Linked DNA regions of Muntiacus reevesi: region 2 is linked to region 1. Evidence: chromatin contacts called from public Hi-C data. All regions are on one chromosome and are shown on one strand. The core of a region is the stretch at or near the end of the contact, and the rest is flanking DNA. Distances in the headings are between cores, read along the strand shown.

Evidence for each region. A called contact is a pair of places that touch in the nucleus more often than the background predicts.
Region 2: a contact with region 1 is called in a Hi-C map of muscle, with 4 times the contacts expected there. The contact joins the promoter of NAP1L4 here to the promoter of NADSYN1 in region 1. A contact is called at or near these places in 2 of 3 Hi-C or Micro-C datasets (blood and muscle).

The regions. Positions count from the first base shown.
Region 1 is chr5:45,917,793-45,923,003 of mMunRee1.1, reverse strand. It overlaps NADSYN1 (NAD synthetase 1), which reads right to left and starts at 2,734. Exons shown (of 21, transcript XM_065937988.1): 1 at 2,557-2,734; 2 at 1,430-1,490. The coding sequence starts at 2,641.
Region 2 is chr5:46,233,218-46,238,428 of mMunRee1.1, reverse strand. NAP1L4 (nucleosome assembly protein 1 like 4) reads right to left here and starts at 3,232. Exons shown (of 16, transcript XM_065938004.1): 1 at 3,140-3,232.

The DNA.
Region 1 (5,211 bases), core at 1,485-3,984:
TGCCATTTCCTTCTCCAGGCCATCTTCCCGATCCAGGGACTGAACTCGCGTCTCCTGCACTGGCAGGCAGATTCTTTACCACCGAGCCACCTGGGAAGCCCTTAGAACCTGTGGATGTGACCTCGTTTGGAAAAGTGTCTTTAGAGATGCGAGTAAGTGAAAGATCTGGAGAGGAGATGATCCTGGCCTATCCAGGTGGGCCCTAAATCCAACGGGAAGCGTCCTTACACGAGACGGAAGGAAAACCAGCGGAGAAGAGGCAGGGGTGGGGGGCTGGAGGGGTGCAGTCACGAGACGAGGAGCTGGGGGTCAGGAGCTGGAAGAGGCAGGAAGGACCCTCCCCTAGAGCCCTGGAGGAAGCAGGACCCTACCCACACCTTGATTTTGGACTTCAGGCCTCCTGAACTGTGAAAAGAATAAATTTCTGCTGTTTTAAACCATCCAGTTTGTGAAACCATAGTATAATAGCCCCTGAAAAAAACTAATACAATGCTCAGTGAGGTCCCAACATGGGCAAACTGGGTTGAGAGTAATTTTTCAGTGCAGGGGTCCCAGTAATGAAATGTAGAGTATTTGTAAACTACTTTTATTTTTTTTTTTAAATATTTATCTATTTATATATTTGACTGTGTAGGGTCTTAGTCGCGGCAGGTGCGATCTTTCGTTGCAGTTTGCGGGCTCTAGGGCTCAGTAGCTGGGGCACAGGCTTAGTTGCCCCGAGGCATGTGGGATCTTGGTTCCCCAACCAAGGATCGAACCCACATCCCCTGCCTGGGAGGGCAGATTCTTAACCACTGGACCACCAGGGAAGTCCCTGTAAGCTACTTTTAAAACTTCAAAAAGTCCTTCACACTCACTACATAGCAAAAGTGATGTTAAAATGCCAAGCAAACTTTGCTGACATGAGCACTAACCTCCAAAGTGGCCTTTGTCATTCTTAATGCCTGGAGGAGCATTCCTCTGGGCCTCTGGTTCTGATGAGGAGGAGAGCCTGGTTCTTAGATGAAAATGAGGTCAGTGAGATGCCCTGTGTGGGATCCAGACCTGGGATGCCCTTTCCTCTCCAAGGATAGACTCCTGCTCAGAGCTTGTCACTACCTCAGCTCCTAGGCCACGTGTGAGACCAAACACCAATGCAAGGCCAGACGTCCAGCCAGCTTTGACATCGGCCCTGGACTGGGAAAAGTCAGCCTCTCTATGATCTCCTGTGTTACTCAACGTAGGAATCCAGGATCACCCAGGCAGGCTGGCCTGCTCTTGTCCAAGGGCATCAAGCAGGCCCACTCACGGGGCTTCTGACTGTCTGCTAGGTGGGCCTGCGTGTTTGGTTCTCAATCCCAGCCTCTCCTTCCTTGCCCTTTCAGCTGGGGGGAGCGATACAGAGGCTTCTACCTGCCCACCCTAGGGTGTCTATGCACTCTGCTCTCACCAGATTTCCAGTTCTGGTCCAAGCCTGTATCTTGCTCCTCTGTGTTTGGCAATTTCAATACCTACATGCACAAAGAGAGAGAGAGAGAAAGAAAGGCAATTTCAGCACCTACAACTGATCCAAAGGAGGTAGATTCAACCTTCTGCTGCTGCTGGTGTCACAAAAAAACCAAAGGGCATCTCCCAGCCCCTGCTGACACACGCAGGAAGTGAGACAGAGGCGGGGCCTGCAGGGCTGAGCCTGAGCACCAAGGAGGAGGGCAGGGGTGGGGCTGGGGGAGTCACACACTGGTAGCTCATTAACAATCAGACAGAGAGGACCCTGTGCAGGGAGAAGGCAGGACCTGAAGGCACCAGTGACAGGTACCATCTGCCTCTGGGTTTGAGCAGCAGCTTCCAGATGCAGTCTGGGGAGGAGAGGCCGGCTGAGTGGACGCACAATTCTGGCCACCCGAGATGACCTCTCATCAACTAGATTTGCTCTGAGCTCTGACGAAGGGAAAGCAGGTTGAGATTGAAAAAAATAAGAGAAAGAAGGCCCAAGGCACATGGCTGATATAAGGCACCCTCACCTGAATCACCCTGTTTTTACTGTGGTTAGTGGCCCTGCTGCAGGAGGCAACTGAGCTTGGCTAGCCTGCCGACCGCCCAGAGCAGCCCCACTTCAGGTGTAGAGGTCAACGGTGCAAACTTCCACTCCCAAAGGTGAGCTGGTACAGGTGATAACTGTACACGGACCCCGTCACACACACACAACGACCACACCTGGTCTCTAAGCTGGTGGCCTCACCCCTGTTCCACTTCCCTCTCTGGACTGGATTCTGCTCTATAAATGCCACGTGGGACCCCAGAGGTACCCGAGGACAGGCTCACTCCAGCCTGCTCATCTCCACCTCCAGGGCCAGACTTTTCTTACCAAGTGTACATACCACATGCCCCAGACACTGTAACCCACCCCACCCCCCACCTCACTCAGGACACAGGCGTGGTCATGAGATAGGTTATCTTATCTGTCCCCATACCCATGGCCGCGAGTTTCTCCGGAGCAAGGCTGCGTATGCGTCACAGCAAACCTGGGTGACCAGAGCTGACCTTCGCCTGTCCACCCCACGCCGGCCCTAGACTCACTTTTTAAAATCCTTTGCAAATTGCCCTCAAAGTCTAGGGCCCACTGGTTGAGCGCACAGGTAGCCACAGTCACCTTCCGCCCCATCCTGGCTGCAGACGCCTGGGCAAAAAGGCCGGCCGGATAGTGGGACTTTGTGTCCTGGGGAGAGAGGCGGCCGCGGCTCGGGTCCTTCCGGGTTGTCCCTGCAGGGACAGGCCCACAATGCCGCAGCGTCTCGCCCCGCCCCTGATGGCCCCGCCCCTCGGGACTGGACGTCAGAGGCCATGGCGACAGGCCCCGCCCCCGGACCGCCCCGCCCCTCGGGACTGGACTTCAGAGGCCCTGGCGACAGGCCCCGCCCCCGGATCGCCCCGCCCCGTCCTGGGTCGCCCCGCCCCGCAGGCGAAGCGAGGCCGGGACTGGACCTCCGAGCCAGCGACGACAGGCCCCGCCCCCGGATCGCCCCGCCCCGTCCTGCGTCGCCCCGCCCCGCTGGCGGAGGGAGGCCGGGACTGGACCTCCGAGCTAGCGACGACAGGCCCCGCCCCCGGCCGTCCAGTCCCCGCTCCGCCCCGCCGGTGGAGCTCCGCGCCGCGCCTGCGCGGGGGGAGGCCCGCCGAGCGGCCTGGGGCCGGCGGGAATCCGCCCCCGGTATCTCTGCCGGCGCCCGCCTGACGCAGACCCAGGCAGGTGGGACCATCTCCGGGTTCTGGATCGCAGGTGGAGGGGCCGGCCGGGCCGCGTGCCTCCATCCCTCTATCTCATTCCACACCTCCCCGCAAACTGCGTCTTAACAGTCCTGTAGGGGTACCCCGCCCAGCGTCAGTTACGTTCCTTTTCGTTATTGCTGCGCTTCGGCACTGCTCGGTAGGACTAAAGCACACTTTATCGGTTCATCCCCGGCGGGCATTTAAGTGAGCAGCCCCGTGCCAGCGCACACGCGCTTGAACACACACGCACGGCTACTTCCGTTCCTATGTTCATCTCCTTGGAGGGCACCTGTAGTTTCTTTGCATCTACGGTTGCCAGTTTCCCCTGGGGCTGCAGCTATCTGCGCCTCCCCAGACGCCTGACCTGGGTTATGCATATGTGCAACTTTACTAAATGTTGCTCAATTTCCTCTGTAGCGTTTGAACCTGTTCACTACCGGTAGTTTTTCAGCTTTTGTTTTCACATTTCACCCTTTAGTCCCCTTAGGGGACGAATTCATTTTTTTCCCTCCAAATGAATAAGCAGCTGACTGGCTATCTTTGATAGAATAGGCACTCTTTTCTCCCGGTTTTTATACATATACATTTTTACATTTGAAACAAACTTGTTTCCTATTTATAAAGTTAGACTTGTTCATGATAGACAATTTGGAAATCTCAGAAAAGAATGAAAATGTTTATATGTTCATTCATTTAATTCTAACTTTGACCCTTTGGGGGATAGTTTTCTTTGCCAGAAACACCTCAATCCTTTTCAGTTACCTCAAATCTCTCCTGCCAACCATGGCTGCAGATGGTGACTGCAACCATGAAGTTAAAAGACGCTTGCTCCTTGGAAGAAAAGCTATGCCCAAACTAGACAGCATATTAAAAACCAGAAGCATTACTTTACCAACAAAGTTCCATCTAGTCAAATCTATGTTTTTTCCAGTAGTCATGTATGGATGTGAGAGTTGGAGTATAAAGAAAACTGAGGGCTAAAGAACTGATGTTTTTGAACTGTGGTGTTGGAGAAGACTCTTGAGAGTCCCTTAGACTGCAAGGAGATCCAACCAGTCCATCCTAAAGGAGATCAGTCCTGAATATTCATTGGAAAGACTGATGCCGAAATTGAAACTCTAATACTTTGGCCACCTGATGCGAAGAACTGACTCATTTGAAAAGACCCTGATGCTGGGAAAGATTGAAGGCAGGAGGAGAAAGAGGATGACAGAGGATGAGATAGTTGGATGGCATCACCATGTTGAATGGACATGAGTTTGAGCAAGCTCCACGAGTTGGTGATGGACAGGGAAGCCTGACGTGCTAGAGTCCATGGGGTCGCAAGGAGTCGGACACGACTGAGCGACTGAACTGAACCATGGCAGCTTCTAGGCCTTAGCCAGGAATGGAGCAAATCCTACAAAGTCTGGTTGGAGTGGAAACCAAGCACACTCTTTCATAACGATGTGAGCATGTTGTTTGATAAACAGAGTCGGTTTGGAGGGGTTCCTGCTGGCCAATTATGGGACAATTTGAATATCCAAAGGTAATGACTTTTTTTAAAAAAGGTAAATGACAGTTCCTCAATGAGCAAAAAATTTACTAGCCCATACTGACACAGAATTAAATAAGAAAGGGAAATTCTTTATAGAAAAAAATGCCAACTAATCAATCCTGAAAGGATGATGAAGTTAGATCACCCTTTTGCATCAAGAAGTTTGATTCCGGCAAGAGTCATCATTAAATGCTAGATAATTGGACCGAAAGTTATTTGGGAGCAGTGTATTTACACAGTCTCAAAGTATCACTCCACAGCTTATTCATTAATCATGAAAGGAAAGTGGAGACTTTTGCCAGAAACCACCTGCACCACAGGATCAAACTCACCAACGACAAAGGGACAGAGGGACATCATGTTGCTCCCTGCTGTGCTGTATGACATCTATGTAGTATATTATCCTGCCCCACAATGCATCACCTAAA
Region 2 (5,211 bases), core at 1,983-4,482, 310 kb before region 1:
TTGGTTCTCTGGCAAAACTTTCAAAAAGTACAACACAATCTTAAACCATTTTAAAACTGTGGACAATAAACAAAAAGGAAGAAAAGTAATTGAATGTAAGTAATTTTGAATTCTATTAGCCCATGTATGGATTTACATTTGAAGTCACACCTCCTGAAGCTAGGAGACTATTTACTTGCTCAAAAAAAAGGAAAGGATTTCAATTTCAACCCTAGTTGGCCAGAAGTTGCAGACATGGAATTATTAAGGCTTTCAATATTAAGAAGCTAGTAAAACCCTGACAGGTTAAAGGAAATAGTAAGATTCAAGCAAGAATTCACAGGCTGTAATGCACTGATGAACACATACCAACTCTAAGCCCTCAATTTCTATGAAATCATGATCTCAGATTAAAATCTCTCAACAAATAATATCACAGAAGGGTCTGATAATCTAAATGGTCAATTCACAAAACTACAGTATCTGTACACTTTTAGAGGGCAACAATCCTAAAACCTAAGTATCCTTTCCAGAATTCAGTTTACTAAACCTATCAAACCAAAAGTGATAAAATCAACTATTGCAAAGAATTCAATTTCTCCAATCACTATTCTATACAGTATTTTCAAAAATAATGCAAAAGTCACAAAAGTATTTAGATGCTAATTTGAAATACAAAGGCACAAATAACAGTGGACATTCTGAATTAGTAACACGGGTCAAAAAAAGACTGCAAAGTAGTACAGGTGTTAAGAGCACTACAGTGTTGAAATTATTTTATATAATTATAAATAACTATTTTGAGAATAATTATTCTCATCATTCCATGAGAAGAGACCTCAATCTTCCAGTGAAAGCTTTCCTAAAAACTTAAAACAGTCACATTTTACCTATAAAATGATCTCCCTTTGTCACTATAATTCTATAGGAAATTAAGTCTTGCAATGGTATTTTTATTGATCAAGTCTTCAGTCAATCCTTCCAAATCTCAGAATAGGATACTTTACCTTCAAAAGATGAAAGAAAAAAATTTCCGTTACAAAACAAGTTAAAAAAAAGCAGCTAATAAACTGAGAAAATTCATTTTCTAGCATTTCTTTCTCCTGGCAACTCTACCTTAACAAGTTAACCACTAATAGATAACACTAATGTTTAAGCCACCTTCCTCTACTTCAGCACTCACTCAATCTTTTAAATATATTCCTACTCGTAACATCAACTTTCTTTCTTGGAAAGTCTTTTTTATGTTAGCATATTATTTATCCCACTACCTATCATTAATCACTGTCTGTAATCATTGCCAGATTCTACTATGGAAAGCACTTAGCATTCTGTGGAATCACAGAATCTGGAGCTGGAAATAATCAACCAGCTTAAATCCTCAAAAGCTAGACTTCAGTTAGGCTCAGGGCAATAATAAAAACAACTTATTAAGACTGTTCATCCTCTCTACAGAGAAGCTGTAATGTTAGGCAAAGTTCCCAGGTGGCTCACTGGTAAAGAATTCACCTGCCAATGCAGGAGACGCGGGTTCAATCCCTGGTCTGGGGAGATCCCACATGTCGTGAAGCAACTAAGCCAGCGCGCCCCAACTACTGAGCCTGTGCTCTGGAGCCCAGGAAGCACAACAACGAAGCGCGTGCCCAGAGCCCCAGCTCCACAGCAAGAGAAGTCAGTGCAGTGAGAAGCCCGCCCACGCCCCTCACTAGAGAAAGCCTTGTGCAGCAATGAAGGCATGGTAGGCCTAAACAAATTTAAAAAAAAAAAAAAAAATTTTTTTTTAAACAAAACAAAACTGCTTGCATTTTAACCCAAGTTCTGTCACCCTGCACACACCACTTTACTTAACCCTCTCAGGGCCTCAAGCTTCCTGAGTGGTTACAGGGGAAAAGAACAGTGCTTATCTCAAAAGTCACTAGACTTCTGAAATGAGTCAACATAGGCCAAGAGACCTAGTGTGTAGGACAACTATTAATCACTTAAGAGGAACAGTTATTTTAAAAACAAGACAGCAATTTTAAAGACAACTTTTACGTTCAACGACTCATTCTGAGAACTTTCAAGTGCCTATTCTAATACTTCGCAGCGTTGCTGTCGTTGTTCAGGGCCTTGGTTGTGCTCAACTTTTTGCGACCCCGTGGAATGTGGCCCACCAGGATCCCCTGACCGTGGGATTTCCCAGATGAGAATACTGGAGGGAGGTTCCCGTTTCCTTCTCCAGGGGATCTTCCGGACCGGGGATCGAGCCGGGGCCTGCTGCACGGACAGGTGGGTTCTTCATCACTGAACCACAGGGACAGGTAACGGGGCGGGGGGGGGTCCACATGAACCATCGGACCGCAGACAAGGGAGGGTACGACCGGCCAGGAACACGACCCCCGCCTTCTTCGGGGCCCAAAAGGCTTCATGCTGAACCCAAACTCGGAGTCACTGCGGACGGTGGGAAGTCTGATCGCGACTGGACAGCCCTCTGCTGGGACGCACAGAAAGCATTCGGGAAACAGGACTGGGGAGGGAGGGAAACGGGGCCAGGCAGTCAGGTTCCAACAGGCAGCCCGCTGTGACTGCCTTCACCATCTCCGGACGCGCCGGGCTCGTCGGCCGGCCGCGCTTCGCCGCCTGCAGGATGACGCGGCCGCGCCGGCCCGTCCGGTTCGCGGCGCCGCCCGGCCCCGACGACCGCCAGGGTCACTCAAAGTGCTGCCGCGCCAGCAAACCCGGGCCCGGAGTCCGCGGCGGCCGCGAATCGCGGTCGCTCCGCCCCGGGGAAGGGCTCTGGGGCCGAAAACAAAGGCCCCGGGCGGCTCCGCGTCCCCCCGGGCACTCGCGGCCCGGCCCGCGGCCTCAACCTCCCCCGGGACGTGGCAGGGCCAGCGGGCGGGCGGGCTGGCGGGGGCCGCGCGGGAACAAAGCGCTCCTGACTCGGGCCGCGCGGACACCTGCCGCCGCCTCCCGGGCCCCGCCCGCTTCCCCACGGGCTCCGCTCCGGCCCGCACGCTCCCCGCTCCGGACGCTCTGGGCCCGGCCCCGCCCCTGGCGCCGCGGCTCCCCGACACGGCCCCCTGCGCGGCCCCCGCCAGCCCGAGCCCGGCCCCGGCCCCGGCCCCGGCCCCGCCGGCCCCCACAGACGCGTTACCCGGCCGAGCCCTCGCCGCCGCACCTCACGCCTCCTGCGGCAGAAGCGGCAGCCGTCTGGGCTTCACTCGCTCCGGGACTGCGCCGCCGTGTCCGCTAACAACGCCGCCGCCCATTGGCCGAGTTCGCTGTCACCGCCCTCCTCGAGCAAAGCGGGCTGCTATTGGACCAGAGCGGCGCAAATCCGCTAGGATTCGGCACCGCCAGCGATGGCCAATCGGAGGCCGTCCCGGAGACGCGGCGCCTAGACCCACGCGCTCATGCAAATAAGGGCGTGTGACGTCACCGGGGCGCGCGCCCGCGTCCTTCCGCCTCTTTAAGGGGCAGGGGCGCGAGAGGCCCACGTGGAGAACGCTCACTGCTGCGCATTCGTCTTTGCAACCCGGCGCCTTCCCTTTTGCCCCCGCCCCCCCACCTGCGCAGTGCACTCTCCACCCCAATCGCCCAATCCCTGACCTGTGCAGCCCCCCACCCCCGACTCGGGCGCACCCCTCTCCCCTCCCCAGCACCCCGGGGGCCTGGGCAGTGGATAGGATTCCTCCCTCGCCCCATGGTACCCCGGGTTGAGCTCAACTCGCAGGAACGCGCGCTGACCCCGCCGACCTCCGCGATCCCCTAGCCCAGGCCTACCCCCTCAGGCCCCCAGGCTCGTCCTGCCTGCAGGGCTTGGAGCGTGGAGTCCCCTCTTCCTTCCCCACCCTACGCCGCACACTCATGGGCTCTCCCAGGACAGCGCCCAGGCCCGCGTGCCCAGCGTCTCAGGCTGGTTCTGGCCTGGCTGACCGCCCCCCGCCCCGCCCCCGACCTGAGGAAGGGCTGGGCCGCTGGGGCTGGTACCGACCCCGGCCTCCCCACCACACACTTCAGGAGAACTTAAGCGCTGGAGTGAGATGAGATGACAGTTAGGTGGAAACCGACATCCCACAGGCCCCGGCTTCTGAGTGTGTTTCTGGGCGCTCTCTTCAGTTGAGGGATCGTTTTTGTCCCTTTCTTCTGAAACTTTACTTTTTTTGAATGAGGCTCCTCCTGAAACGGTTCTAACTTTGAGCAAGTTTTATGAGGGGAATGTTGGAAACCATCTAGAGGCTCCTGTTGGAGGGACTATTAAGGACATACAGTCAGTAACCACAGGGTGGCTAGCGGGTGCCCAGGTGTGACCCCCAACGCGGGGACCTGCATCTGTATTGGGAGCAGGTATGGGATCCCAAGCCTTACTTGGCTTTTCTGACTTTTCTGCAGTGACCTTGCTTTGCTTTTGGTAAGGATGGGGCAGAGCTGGGGGAGGAGGCATAAACTGCAACAGAAAAGAACCCCAGAATTTTCAGGTTTAGGGGTCTTCCTCCTCCTGTTTAATAAAGACTCATATTCACGAGGCCACTGAGTCTGGCCCTGCCCAGATGTTGGGGGTTGGTGCAGGTGGCAGGGAGCTGATGGAGTGCCCTCCCCCCACCACCACATCAGCACTAGTTGGTTGAGCAGGCTGTGGGCTGACCGCTGGACCTGGTCCTTGCTCCACTGACTGCAGTGAGGCAGCCTGTCCTTCCCCAGGTCACTTTAGTGAATTGGTGGGAAGGTGGACGACCTTGTCCAAAGCCTTTCTGTTGGTAGCAGGACTGAGAATGCTGTCCCAACTTCCTGTGGCTGCCACAACAGAGGAACACAAACGGTGGGGCTTACAAAACACAACCACCTTGTTCTGGAGGCAGGAAGGCAGGATCAAGGTGTCACAGGGCTCAGTTCCCTCCAGGGGACTCCCGGGGAGGATCCTTCCTGCCTCTTTCAGCTTCTGGAGGCTCCGGGCTGTGGCTGCATCTGATGGCCTTCTCTGTCTCCATAGATCTTCTTTAAAAAATAAAATCAACCCAAAGCAGGGGTTTAATTCCTAATGGATTGATGAAGTGACATTTTCCAGTAAAAGAAGATGAAGATCGTTTTGAGAAAGTCAGAATTATATGTAGGGCTCACGAGAAAGAATTAGAGTATTATCAGGAATCTTTTTAAAAGCACAAAAAGTTTTATTTAACATATGAGCAAACAGTTCAAAATATCCCTACTCAAGTTCAGAAACACAGTTCGTGCGTGTGTGCTCAGTCGCCT